Linked DNA regions of Mus musculus: region 1 is linked to region 2. The links are chromatin contacts, called in public promoter capture Hi-C maps. All regions are on one chromosome and are shown on one strand. The core of a region is the stretch at or near the end of the contact, and the rest is flanking DNA. Distances in the headings are between cores, read along the strand shown.

Evidence for each region. Capture Hi-C pulls out chosen DNA fragments and counts their contacts.
Region 1: a promoter capture Hi-C map of liver shows a contact between it and region 2. The contact joins two enhancer-like sites. A contact is called at or near these places in 11 of 39 promoter capture datasets (the C10 cell line, cranial neural crest, embryonic stem cells and 7 more), 2 of 484 Hi-C or Micro-C datasets (erythroblasts and liver) and 2 of 9 other capture datasets (liver and pancreatic islet).

The regions. Positions count from the first base shown.
Region 1 is chr6:120,681,598-120,688,898 of GRCm38.p6, reverse strand. The region is part of intron 1 of Cecr2 (CECR2, histone acetyl-lysine reader); the gene reads right to left. Among named protein-coding and RNA genes, the nearest start is that of Gm52876, 10 kb to the left of the region's middle. Within about 2 kb of position 3,913, at least 10 of the 459 cell types and tissues checked have an H3K27ac peak or open chromatin away from gene starts, as enhancers often do. A contact at or near this core is called in liver, where this site is marked.
Region 2 is chr6:120,471,116-120,478,254 of GRCm38.p6, reverse strand. It overlaps Il17ra (interleukin 17 receptor A), which reads right to left. Exons shown (of 13, transcript NM_008359.2): 2 at 6,139-6,163; 3 at 5,183-5,329; 4 at 4,389-4,501; 5 at 3,839-3,965; 6 at 2,979-3,026; 7 at 2,636-2,799; 8 at 1,282-1,365; 9 at 775-859; 10 at 80-91. Among named protein-coding and RNA genes, the nearest start is that of Il17ra, 11 kb to the right of the region's middle. Within about 2 kb of position 2,779, at least 8 of the 459 cell types and tissues checked have an H3K27ac peak or open chromatin away from gene starts, as enhancers often do. A contact at or near this core is called in liver, where this site is marked.

The DNA of each region.
Region 1 (7,301 bases), core at 2,664-5,163, 210 kb before region 2:
TCCTCTAATTCAGTATATTCAAGCAGAGGCATAAAGACACACAAAATATATTGGACTAGATAAAAAATTATGCCTTGAGTACCATAACTCAGGAGGCAGAGGCAGGTGGATCTCTGATTTTGAGGCCAGCCTAGTATATAAAGCAAGTTTCAGGGCAGTCAGGACTACATGGGAGAAACTGTCACAAAACAACAACAAAAAGGTGCATAATAGATGGCCTGGAAAAAAATGAGAGGATACATAGAGTAAGGCTGCCCTGATCAGGAACAGGAAAACCCTCATCTATGATGAGATAGAATTCAGATCAGTAGGCCAGGTAGTGGTGGCTCACGCCTTTAATTCCAGCACTCGGGAGGCAGAGGCAGACAGATCTCTGAGTTCAAGGCCAGACTGGTCTACAAAGTGAGTTCCAGGACAGCCAGGGCCACACAGAGAAACCCTGTCTCGAAAAACAGAAAAGAGAAGAGAAGAGGAAGAGAAGAGGAAGAGAAGAGGAAGAGAAGAGGAAGAGAAGAGGAAGAGAAGAGGAAGAGAAGAGGAAGAGAAGAGGAAGAGAAGAGGAAGAGAAGAGGAAGAGAAGAGGAAGAGAAGAGGAAGAGAAGAGGAAGAGAAGAGGAAGAGAAGAGGAAGAGAAGAGGAAGAGAAGAGGAAGAGAAGAGGAAGAGAAGAGGAAGAGAAGAGGAAGAGAAGAGGAAGAGAAGAGGAAGAGAAGAGGAAGAGAAGAGGAAGAGAAGAGAAGAGAAGAGAAGAGAAAATTCAGATCAGCTACTGCCTGGATTATGTGACTGTATAGGTTTTGAGTTTTGGGGAAATCTTAATGGTCCATCACTGTTTGTGATGGCAGTTATACCTGTGTATACAGTTGCTGATACTCAGTTATATATTTTAAACTTTGTATACTTAATTATATGAAAATTATCCCTTAATAATTATCCCTCAATTTGGGCCAGCCAGACATGATGGTGCATACCTTTAAGCCCACCACTTAGGAGGCAAAAGACAGGGCAGCCTCCTCTATAAAGACTTTCAAAGGCAGCTCAAATCTTGCAGTCCCTTATTTTTAAACTTTATATAAATGGACTTATGTTGTCTTTATTTTTCTGCAAATATTTGAAATAGGAGTCTCATTAGTTACTCATGATAGTCTTGAACTCCTAGATCCTAGTGACTCTCTTCACTGCTCTCTTTGAGATGAGATGAAATAGAGAATCAAGTACCAGGCAGGGTGTAGAGTTTAGTGGAAAACAGGAGAAATTACATACTGAGATGTTGCAAGTCATCAGCAAGCCTTCGGTTCTTCCATCTAGTCTGTGCCTGACATTTCCAAGTCTTTTTGATTTAAGCAGATTAGTGAAACAAGCTTTCATATTCTATGTATATTTCATTTTATTTAACTTAGGGGAGGCCCAGATGGACCTTTCACACTGCAATGGGTAGCAGGAACCTATGGATTCATTCCAAAGTGCTGCAACCTTCTGTCAATTCTCTCCAGCTCATCTGCCCCAGTCCCAATTCTTTACATAGACCCACTGAACAAGTAGTCAATGTCTCCTTCCCATCGAGACAGGAAAAATGAAGTACTATCTCCAAATAAAGTAATGCCTTTATATTATTCTCACCATCTGAAAATATTGCTATATTTAATGTTAAGTGCCAAACGAGACACTAAAAGTTAAGTGTATGGTCACTGACTACAGAGACTTGGGTCTCCAATAAAGGGAGAGGCCAGCTAGATGGTTCAGTGAGAAAAAAATGCTTACAGGGCAAACCTGATAACCTAAGAACAGACCCTTCCCCCACTGTCTCCTGACTTCCACTAAAGTGCCATGTCATGCTTTATCAATGCAGATACACACACACACACACACACACACACACACACACACACACACACCTGATTTACAAACTGGCTTTAAAATAAAAACGGTTAACCAGAAACACAGAAAACCGTGTGTATGAAAAGCAAATGCTAACTCAGGCTATCTACTGACTTTGAGGCTTGATTCTCATGTTTCAATCACAATTCAGCACAACACTCTGAGCAATGTACCTCATCTGTACAACTGAGCTAGACTTAAATTATCTCTACATCCTTTGTATGAATGGATACATGTGGACTTTCCAGAATATATTACAAATTCACTACAACAAGACAACAAAAAATTTTTAAAATAGAATAAGGGGCCCAGGGTGGTGGTACATGCCTGTAATTCCAGCACTTGGGATGCAAAGGTAGGTGAATCTCTGATTTCAGAGCCAGCCTGGTCTACAGAGTTAGTTCTAGGACATCCAGAGACAAATCAAACAAAACAAAAAGGTGGGGGCTGAGCTGATGACTCAGTTGGTTAACTGATTTTCTAAGCAAACTTTAGGACTTCAATTTGGATCTACCTGTCTGCAAGCCATGTAGTGTGGGAGGCAGAAACAGGAGGATAAACCAGCCTGTAGGTTATGATCCTTTGAGGGTCAAACAACCCTTCCACAGGGGTGCCATATTAGATAGTCTGTATATCAGATATTTATATCACGATTCACAACAGTAACAAAATTAGTTATGAAGTAGCAACAAAATAATTTTAGTGGTTGGGAGTCACCACAATATGGGGAACTTTATTAAAGAGTTACAGCATTAGGAAGGCTGAGAACCACTGTCCTAGACTAAAACATAACTCCAGGCTAAGGAGAGGTGGACAGTGTTCCTAAGGGTTCCTCTTGGTTTCAAAAAGCACACATTCCCAAACACACACTTAAAAAAAAAAAAAAAAAAAAAGACACAAGAGGACAACCATCTATCTCCTCCACTAACCAAACCCTGCGGAAATTTCTTCCCAACTATAAAATGTTAAAGCAGAGAGAATGCCTCACCTAAATATGAGAAATACAGAAAGAGACCTACCAACATGCAAAGGTGCAAGCTTGGAAGTAGAGAAATGGGGTCTGATTTTCTAAGCCATTGCTGTACCATTAAGATGTTCTGTCTGTCCATGTCCCACACATAGTGACCCAATCAGCTCACAGCTCAGCCTCTGTGGTCCTCCTTTAATGTGCACTCAAACTCTATCACCTGGACGCCGTGTTTAAACGCTAAACCAAATTCAGTAGCTCTAGGATGAAGTCTAGATGAAAATATGTCTCAAGTCTGGCGTGGTGGCGCACGCCTTTAGTCCCAGCACTCAGGAGGCAGAGGCAGGTGGATTTCTGAGTTCGAGGCCAGGCTGGTCTACAGATCGAGTTCCAGGACAGACAACACTGCACAGAGAAACCCTGTCTCAAAAGTCTCACACACTCAAGATTTTTTGAGGAGTACAGATGGAATGATAACATCTGGTTCCATCCATCCTATCCATTTCTGGCTCATTATTTATGATTTCTTAACCTGTATTAAACCGATATTAAGCTTTAATGTCATTAATAGTCTTGAAAACACCAAATGAGATAATTCATATATTCACAACCCTGGTACACACTGAATGTCTGGTGACTAATAACTAATATTGTGTGTGCAGTGCAAGTGTATGTGTTTGTGATTGGGGAATGTGTGTAGAGGTCAAAAGACAACTTTCCAGAACCCATTCTCTCTTCTAATTTTTAAAAATTTTAGCTGACTACTGTGTATGTGTATGGTATGTGCAAGTGAAGCCACACTCTAGCTCCACTGTAGAAACCAAAAAATTCAGGCCAGGGCTATATAGCAAATGCTTTTTTACCCACTAAACCATCTAACTGGTTTTGAAATCTAGTTTTTAACTGCAATTCTTCCAGGTAACAACTCTTCTCAATGCCAAGTCTGAGTTCGCAGCTACCTACTACAAAACTATAATTAAACTGCCCCCTAAGAATCTTAACACGGCCTGTACTTCTCAGGCATCATGTCACCTAGTTTTGTCCTTTGCCCTGTCTATAGCAAAGTGAACTTTCTACTCTGCAAAGATTAGTTTCTATTTAATAAACAAATATTTACACTGTATACAGACCACATCCTAGACCTGTTCCAAACATCCAATTGCTGCCCCTTGCTTAAACGCCAACTGCTACCATGTATGGCAATTTTCAAACAATGTTTTAACCTTATCCACTTTATGTATTTAGGGATTTGGGGTTTGGTTAGAGTTTTGGTTTTGTTTGTCTTGTTTTGGTTTGCAACAGGATCTCACTGAGGTTGGAATTACCTCTGCCTCCTTAGTGTGGGGATTAAAGGTGTGCACCACCATACCCAACCTGTTATTTTTGAGACAAGGTCTGGTGTATCATTCCAGGCTGCATTCAAATTCATGATACAACCAATGGTGACTTTCAACTCTTAAATGCTTTTAATCCCAACACCCAAGAGGCAGAGATAGGCGAGTCTCTTAAATGCTGAGATTATCGGTGTTTACCTGGTTTTTGTAGTACTGGGGATTGAACCTGGGCTTCCTGTGCAATAGGCATGGATTCCACCGACAGAAGTATATTTAACCAAGCTGTTTGTTTCATCCTGACAAGGTTTCACTATATAGCTTAGGCTAGCCTTGAATTTGCAATCTATCTGCATCAACATTCAGAATGCTGCCACTGCAGGTGTCTACTACCACATCCAGCATATAGACTGAGTTTCTACTTTCTTTGTATTTCCTTATAATGAATGATGTACCATCTCCAGGATGAAATCTAAATTAAGCATAATCTTCAGACCTAACAGCTTACTAGATTCATATTTTGCAACTCCCATCAATCTTCTAAAGATGTATCTAGAATGCCTTGCATTTCCAATTCATATGGGCTACCTATAAATATATTCCCATCTTTCCAGGACTCAATTTCAGTAGGCTCCTCCCCTAAACCCCTAGCAAGCCTAACTATTTCTTTCTCTGTACTTTATATATACCTACACTGACACAAAAATCTGACTGCATTGCTTGTTTTTTTTTCAAGCAGGGCTTCTCTCTGTAGCCCTGCTTGTCCTGGAACCCACTCTGTAGACTAGGCTGGCCTAGAACAAGAGATTCACCTATCTCTGCCTCTTGGGTGCTGGGATTAAAAGACTTTCCACCAGCACACCCAGCTACCACTATGATTTCTATACATCTTTGTGTTTTAGATTTTGTGTGGTTTGTCTTCCCACACTAGACCCAGAAGCTATCCAAGAGTCAACTAATCGAAAAGAACTGCAATAATATCAGTATCCAAGCCAGGATGAGGGCTAGCTAGTGTGGTACAATACCAAGGACAGAGCACTTGCCTAGCTAAAGTGTTTTAAGTACAGTGAGGATTGAAAACGGGCATAAGTCCCTTGGTTTAGTCCTAAGCTACAGAAAGAGGGGGTGGGGGGCAGGATTGGGGAAATAGCTCAGTAGTTAAGAACACTTCCTGTTTTCCTGAGGACCTACAGTGCTTGACTCACCACAACCACCTGTAACTCATACAAATAAATAAAAATAATAGTGTGACTAGAGGGATAAGCTCAGTGGTTAAGAGTACTTGTTCTTGGGGCTAGAGAGATGGTCCGATGGTTAAGAGCACTGACTGGGGCTGGAGAGATGGCTCAGTGATTAACACCACTGACTGCTCTTCCAAAGGTCCTTAGTTCTATCCCTAGCAACCACATGGTAGCTCACAACCATCTGGGATGGGATCTGATGCCCTCTTCTGGTGTGTCTGACAGCTACAGTGTACTCATATAAATAAAATAAATAAATCTTTTTAGAAGGGGGGGGTTGGAGAGATGGCTCAGCAGTTAAGAGGTCATGAGTTCAAATCCCAGCAACCACATGGCGGCTCACAACCATCTGTAATGAGATCTGATGCCCTCTTCTGGAGTGTCAGAAGACAGTACTTACAAAGTGTACTTACATACAATAAATCTTTAAAAAAAAAAAAAAAAAGCACTGACTATTCTTCCAGAAGTCCCAAGTTCAATTTCCAGCAACTGCATGGTGACCCACAGCTATCTGTAATGGGATCTGATGCCATCTTCTGGTGTGTCTGAAGACAGCTACAGTGTACTCACATATAATAAATAAATATTTGGGGGGGGGGGCGAGTACTTGTTCTTGCAGAGGACCCAGATTCAATTCTCAGCATATACCTGCTGCTCACAACCATCCCTAAATCCAGATCTGAGGCTTTCTGACCTCCAAGGGCACCAGGATCCCACACATTGCATATACATCCATGCAAGCAAAACAGTCAAGACATGAAAAATAAATCTTATTCTAAATATATAAAATATTTAAGAAAAAAATACTAATTACCAGTTTGTTGAGAAACTTGTTTCAAATCTCACTGTAAGTCTACAGAATAAGTAATGAACAAGTCTGCCAATGAAGAAGTGAGACTCAAAATTAAGCAATTTGTCTAGACGTTGAACATTCTGTAGATCAGTATTACTCCAAGAAGTGGTACTTTTTATTACTGTTTCACTTAATGGACTCTACAACTTGAAGTTTAAATCATTTTACCCATTTTTACCTATTACAAGGATAATCAACTACTTCAATACACTTAAAAACTATTCACCTAAACCCCAATACACGAAGCACTACTCACATTTGCCAAATTATGGAATCAACCCAGATATCCAACAGAGGAATGAACTAGAAGACATGTTATGTAAGCATCAGAATTTTCTCAGCCATAAAAAACAAAGAACCAGTGACAAAGCTAGGTACTAGGAATTTGCACCCTGTGGGGGTTTGATGAGAATGACCCCAGAAGCTCATAAATAACAGTTAGTGGAACTGTTTGGGATGGATTAGAAGGTATGACACTGTTGGAGGAGGTGTTGTCACTAGGGCAGATCTTGGGGTTTCAAAAGCCCAGGCCATTTCCAGTTCTCTCTCCCTCTCCCCCACACTCCCACTTCATACTAATATATCAAGACTCAAGTAAGCTCTTAGCTGCCTCTCCAGCACCATTCCTGCCTAGTGCCATATTCCTGCCATGATAAACATGGATTCACCCACTCTAACTTTGAGCCCCAAATTAATTTCTTTTATAAGTTGCCTTGGTTGTGGTGTTTCATTTAAGGAAAGTGACTAAGATACTACACAAACCCTGGTAACCTGGGTCCTTTTTTTTTTAATGTATATGAGTGTTCTATCTGCATGTACACCTGTGTGCTAGAAAAGGGCATCTGATCCCATTATGTGGTTTTTTTGGAATTGAACTCAGGAGCTCAAGAATCTAGAAGACTCTAGAAGACTCTAGAAGACCAGCCAGTGCGCTTAACTGAGCCATCTCTCCAGCCAATGAAAATGTTTAACACATATACATACACAAAACCTCCCCTTTTTGGGGGGCGGGGGGGATAGGATTTCTCTGTG
Region 2 (7,139 bases), core at 1,530-4,029:
GCCTTCTGGGATGGCCCAGGGATCAGCTGGGACCTCATGTGGTCCCTTGGGAATGACCTTGACTGAAGAAAGGACTTACCTGGCTTGGGAACTGTAATAGAACAAAAGGAAACAGGGACAGGGTTAGTCTTAATGATGAGCAATCATCTAAGCCAGTCACAAATGCCCAGCAATGGCCTTAACCTATCAGAGATGCCCACTGATGACCTCCACCCATTAGATAGGGATGACAACCTTAACTCTGCAGACAGGCATAGCTACACTTGGTGTAGCCTTCTCCATGGAGCCTCTTCCCAAGGGGCCAGGGCTCCGTCCACCACAGTGTCACACTGGCCCCTGTCTGATCTGCATGTGGCAGAAGCAGAGAGCCAGGGACATGTGGCTGCCAACCTCTACAAATCCCTATAAGCTCAAGTAAGAACCTGGGGTTATGGCTTTGGTATGTGAATATGGGCAAATTAATATCTGCACCTCAATTTTTCTCATATTAGAACTTGGCATGTTAAAGTGCTTCCATGGTACATAGTCCTAACTCTCCGAGAATAGCTATCTAATTTTTTGGCCAAGGAAACAGTTGATAAGAAAGGTTAAGTCCTCTGCCTTCGGGTGCAGAGCTAGTGAAAGGCACTGAGGAGGGAACCCGGGGTTGTCATCTGCACTCCACCATAGGTACCAGCAGCTCTAAGCTAACCCCCCTCTCCCCACAGTCAGAACTCCTCTCCAGTGGACAGTGCCTTACCCCACACACACCAAGAACCACTCTTTCTCTCCTACCTGTGGTATTTGAGATTACTGGGCAGGGCACAGTCACAGCGTGTCTCAAACAGTCATTTAGGCAGCTGCTGAAGAAGGGCTGGACCTGGGGGAGCAGAAAGGTGAAGAAGATGCCAACCCATACCCTCATGGCAAAAGAAGCAATCTGTGAGCGAGAGACCCTGCTTGGCCAGGCTCAGATCTCCACACCACTGTTGAACAGCATATGGGGGTGTGCACCTACATCCAGCTGCTGGCAAGCCAAGGTAGCCTCCTCAGGCCAGCCTGAGAAATACAGTAAGACTCAACCCGTCTTCCCTACTTAGTTTTCAATAAGGTCTCCTACCCATACCAAAGGGTAAAGCCCCTACCAGGCTGGGAGGACCAGCAGGAGAAAGGCAGAATGGTGCTGCGAGCAGAGGCTCCTAGCAGGAGTGGCTGGAGCTCCCCAATGCCTGCCTTGTTTCTGTTCCCTCTGAAGGAAGGAAGGCCACCTGCCCATGCTCTCCCACCGCTCTCCCGACTCACCTGCACGTGGTGATGGCAGCACCAGTGAAACTTGCTTAGAGTGAATGTGACATTAGCTCGCTGATGGAATTCTTCTTGCCTGGGCTGGAGAGAGGGGTGGAAGAAGCTAGCTGAGTAAGACCCTGGTGGTGTCTGCTGGGAAAGTGGCCCTCTGTGGACCAGTGCCTCCCTTATAACTGCCAGAGGGAGAAATGGTTTCCTGATGTCTAGTCCAGAAAAGTTAATATTTCAGCAGAGTGACTAGCCTGACGTGAACTTATATGCATATTTAGTAATGGGCAGTCCTCTCTTTGCTCTGGCTGCTGGGGCCTAGGGCTCCAACCTATGTATATACAGCAGGGATATAGGGTGCACAGCACTCTCTCTGCTCTCACCTGGCCTCATCTATTCCTTAAATAAATGCCTTCACTTATTTTTAAAATTCAAAATAAAATTCAATAAACACAGCCAAATAAAGAGAGACCAGGCAAGACTGTGGAGATGTAGAGACCATGGACTGAATGGGGTGAGGAGAATGTGGGTGGGACAGTGAAGGGGGAATACTAACTGAGGAGTCAGTAATAGATGAGATGACCTCAAAACAGAGAACTATCAAGAAAACATAGAAAGTAACAAAACATAGCTGCGCTCTGGTGGGGCGCGCACACAGCTCTCAGGAGGCAGAGGCAGATGGATCCCTTTGAGTTAGAGGCCAGCCTGTTTTACAGAGGGAGTTCTATGAGAGCCAGGACTACACAGAGAAACTCTGCCTCCAAAAACAAAGTACCTGAGCTTGCCACTGAAGGATTCTTGCCACTTAACCCTCCCACTACTCCAGTATTTAGTTCCCTTAACCTCAAGTTTACGATGCAATTTGCCCAAGGCCTTCAAAGGTATAAGCAGACTTTAAGTTTAATTTATGTTATTTAAGGACTGCAAAACTTTACCTTGCATCTACTGAATGCAAATCAACTGAGTTTATTAAACCAAGTTCCCACTAAATTGATGGGATAAAATAAAATTTTAGTTAACAACTACGTATCTTACGACCAGCTTAAATCTGCTTCTCCCTCCTGGCTCTGCAGAGACTTTGATTCTGCCTCTTCCGTTCTGCAGTTCAATATGAGCTTCACTTCGAGATTTAGACTTCTGTATTTAGATTTATAGTCTGACGATTCCTCAGCCATGTTACCTATGTTCATAAACTACTCTTCTCACCAGCGCGCTCTACCTCCTGAGAGGAAAGAGAGCTACCAAGTGTGCCTGAGTCCAGGCTGGGCTCTAGCAACAGGATTAGCTAGGACCAGTATGGAGGAAGGTGAAGGATTTGAGAGGTATTTTAATCTATGTCTGAAAGGGTATGAAATACAAGTACCGCAAATATTTGTTTAACGACATCAAAGCAGCTGTGGTTCTCTGAGTCGGAGAAACTTTCCAGCAGGACCTGGTAGGGGGTGGATTCATTCCACAGGGTGAAGTCCACTCGCAGATGCTGTGTGTCCAAGGTCTCCACAGTGATGTTGGGATCCCAAAGGCTGCCTGCCAAGGGCGCACAGTGCAGGTTGGAAGTGAGGGGAGGTACGTGTGCCTACGTGGGCATGTGTGTATGGGCCAGTACACAATTGTACACATACCCAACTTTACTAAGTGCAAGTTAAAGTTACTGAGTGCGAGTTACAGTAGTGCCCAGGTCAAGGTCTCCTAGGTCAGCCAGTTACCTGAGCTCACGCATGAGGTAGTCATCTTCATCTTGCTGTCCTCACAGTCTGCCGACCCCAATAAGAGAGAAATTGGTAAGTCTCTGCCTTTAGGAAATTTGTTCGTACAGATTTTGGTGCTTTTGTTTTGGTTTTTGAGACAGGGTCACTCTACATAGCCCTGGCTGTCCTGGAGCTCACTATAGACCAGGCTGTCCTCAAACTCACAAGGATTCACCTGCTTCTGCCTCCTAAACGCTGGGATTAAAGGTGTGAGCCATCACACCCAGCCTGTTCTTACAGACTTTTTACACAGTAGGGGAGGGGGGCAGAGCAAGACTGTTATGCATCTGGGGAGGCTGTTCCAAGACACACCTTCACAGCCTGTTCCAGGGCTAGCTACCTGCCCCTGGCCAGAGATCCCATCAAATTGGGGCAACCTGGCTGGCAGTGACAGCCTCTTCTTTTAGGAGTCCCTCCTGACTCAAGCATATTCCTCCTGAGTTCAGAGCTTGCTTCATGTAACCAGAGATTCCTGGTTTACTCCAGTTTTCTCCCATATATATATTTTCTTTTATTCTTGTTTTCTTTTCCTTTTTTCTGTAAAACTGTGGATCAAACCCAGACAAGCACCTTGCCACTGAGCACTTGAGATGGAAGCTACTTTTCTGCACAGATGGAGAGAATCTTCTTGCCAACACACTCTGGGGTCTCTCCATACAACAGAGGACAAATAGCCTTCGAGACATAAAGGCCTCGGCTGGAGGCACAGCAGCCCCTGGGTCTGCAGCCACTGTGAAGCAGAGTTAGCCTCTGCTGTTTGAGCCCCTGCTGCTTCACCCAGAGCCCAGTACCAAGTGGCTGCTTGGAAGGGCACTTACCAGGCACAAAGATGATCTTGGATTTGTGGTTTGGGTCCCCATCAGGGATGGGCTTCGGCAGGTGGTGAACAGTCACTTCATACTCCTGGCCAGGATCTACCACAAAGTGGCTGAAGGAAAACCGCCACTGAGGAAGAGAGGCAATGGGATGGTCATACAACGCCCTCCGCCACTGTGTACCAAGTCCCAATGTCACACCTCTATCAGCCAACAAGCAGACAAACAAAAGGACAACCACAGAGTCCTACATTAGAGGCACACTATCTTTGTCCTTTCTGTCTGTTTAAAAATTCTACCAGTAGATGGCCATGCCATTCACATATGCGTGCACGCACGCACACACGCACGTACGCACACACTCTCGAGAATGAACCAGCCTCATTGAGAGCTTTGGTCAAGTGGGAGGAATAATAGGAAGCAGGTGTGCCGGGCTCTGCCCCTCACTATGGCTCACATCTTGAACTCACCCTTTCAGTTAGGTGTGCCTTTGGGACAAGAAGCCTGTACTGGTGTCACTTAGGAACACAGTGCAGTGAGGCTGTCATCTTACCCGCTTACGGTGATGCTGCAGCATGGACAGAAACTGGAACTTGACACACAGCCGCTCATTGGTGTTCAGCTGCAGGACGGACAGCTCTGCACCCTCGAGGTACAGGATGCTGGCTGCAGGCCAGGAAGGAAAGGGGACACAGATGCAGACCAACCCCCTGCCAGGGTGTGTCTCTTCCCCATCTGCCCTGTTACCTAACTCCCCACTTCCCCCCTCCTAGGCCTTGCAGAAAGTACCTCCTAGTGGGACAAGAGACAGTCTATAGCAGGAAGCAGCAAAGATTCTGCAACCATGTGGTCAGAGCCCTGGCCACAGGGCAAAGTGCTAACAGCAGCTACGCTCACCCTCCCAGTGGGAGGCTGCTGGAGTCATCGAGAGCACCAGCTAGGGACCCACAGAGAGCACCTGCTGTTGCCCCTTCACAGATCTGGGGCTGGCTGTGTTCAGAAATTCTGCAGCTAATCACCCCTAAGGAGGTCCGGAATGTGTTTTGAAAAGTTCTGGCTCCTAAGCTAAGAGAAAATCAGAGAGAAAACCGCTATCATTTTTTCTACCAAATATTTGGAATTATTTGTAAAATTAACCACTTGCCTTTTTCTTCCTGTGTAATAAAAAGTTGATGCAAGGGAAGGCCTTTCATAAAGACAGTGTGAACAGAAGACACTCTGTGGGCACACATCTAACACTGGAAAAGTTCTCCTTGGATAAACAATGGAGCCTTCCAGTACCAAACAGAAGCAGCAGTGGTCTCCTCCCAAGGGCAAACCCAGGCGCTGGCAGATGTGGCCACTCACCATCTGTCTGCAGGGTCCACTCAACATGCAACACAGGGACTAATTCTCCGTGCTGGGTAGAGGAAACACTAAGATTGATATAGATGTTTTTTGGGGAAGACGGGGTCAGGTTTTTGGGGTGGATCCAGCTGTCATCCAGACAAGTACCTGTTGAGGAGAACAACTATCAGACCTGCAGTCAAGACCCTAAGATCTGCTTAGAGGGTCCAGAGACCTGCTATGAGTTTCAACTTGGTTCAAGGGCTGCAGCTGTTCTCAACCTTCCAGCTGTGGCCGTGGCAATCTCTCAGCCAGCCTGCTCTTTTCTAATGCTGGTCTGGGATGCTCCCAGAGCTCTGCGGACAAAGAACCAAGGAATGTTTGGGGAGAAGGGTTTTGAAAAGAGGCAGCCATTGGAAATGGGGGCACAGGAGGGAGGGGCGCAGTGAGAGCTTCCGCCTTTTTATTTGTCACGGCTCCTAATTAGCACTGACATTTGAAGTATGTGCCTCAGCCTTAAAACAAAGGCAGGGGCTGGGATTGTGGCTCAGAGGTGAGAGCTTGTCTGCTCAGACTGAGAGAATGGGTTCTATATCCAGCATAGGGAAAATCTTCCCAGAGACAAAAGCCAAACAGGCAAACAAACAAATAAACCACCACCAACAACAACAAAAACCCCAAGCCAAGCCAGCACCACTGATGCTGTGACAAGCTGAAAGGGACAGGCATAGTTAGATGCACTAGGGTACCACCCCTGGCAACATCCAAAACCCAGATGGCAGAGGGGGAATGACTGCATTTTGCATAATGAATGAAGGTTTTCCTCATGGAGCACAGATGCCTATAACGAAGATGGCCCAGCTGACGGTGGCAACCCCCATCCAGAGCTCAGCCCACAGGAGGCTGCCCTGTGAAGTCAGTGGGAGGCCCTCACTGTATTAACTGAGGCAATAAGTGAAACAAAAAAGAGGACTTACTATTCTTGACTCTGCAGCTCAGCCCCTGTGGGAAGAAAGGAAGTGTTGATTACCGATGAGAAGGGCCAGGCTCCCAGTGGCCCCGCTGCCTGGCAGGCCCCTGAGAGCGGTTCACACAGTCCCTGTCTCCCTCCCAGCTCACTTTTGGGAGCTGCTCTGCTGCCAAGTAGTCAAAAGTCTTCTGCACTTTTGTTCCTCTTTGTCCAGCAGAGGAGGTGAGTGGTGGGCAGACAGCAAACAGAACTGGAGGCGTTTTATCTTTGGGAGAGGGCGCATCTTTGGGGGACAGAATATCCTAGACTTGGCTGACCTTGAATTCACAGAGAACAGCTTGTCTCCACTACCCTGATTGCCGGAACTAAAGGCATGAGCTGCCAAGCAAAGCTAGACTTGGAGGCTTTCTGAATAACTGTTATGGGCTGGGAATTGAAACAATAAAAAGAAATAATAATAAAAACAAAAACAAACTACAAAACAGAGAGGGTGTCTGGAAAAGAAGGTCTTAAAATTCCAAGGTTTCTAATTTTCCTCAGAGGTGAAGCATCAAATTTATAAACTTGTTAGGAAAAGTTTAAATAACTGTTCTGCCCCCCCACACACACACCATATACCACACACACACCACAACACCACACATATGCGCCACACACACACACACACACACACACACACACACACACACAGAGCCCTGGTTGAATCACCACCTTACTCAAAGCCTCAATTTCTTCAACATAAAATCAGAGTAGTTGGGCTAGAAAGATGGCCCAGTGGTTAAGAGCACTGACTGCTCTTCTGAAGGTCCTGAGCTCAAATCCCAGCAACCACATAGAGGCCCACAACCATCTGTAATGAGATTTGACACCCTCTTCTGGTGTGTCTGAAGACAGTGATATAGATATAAAAATAAATAAATCTTTAGGCCGGAGAGAGCAGAGCCGACCAGAGCAAGTGGGGTCAACCAGAGCGAGCAGAGGTCCTGAATTCAAATTCCCAGCAACCAC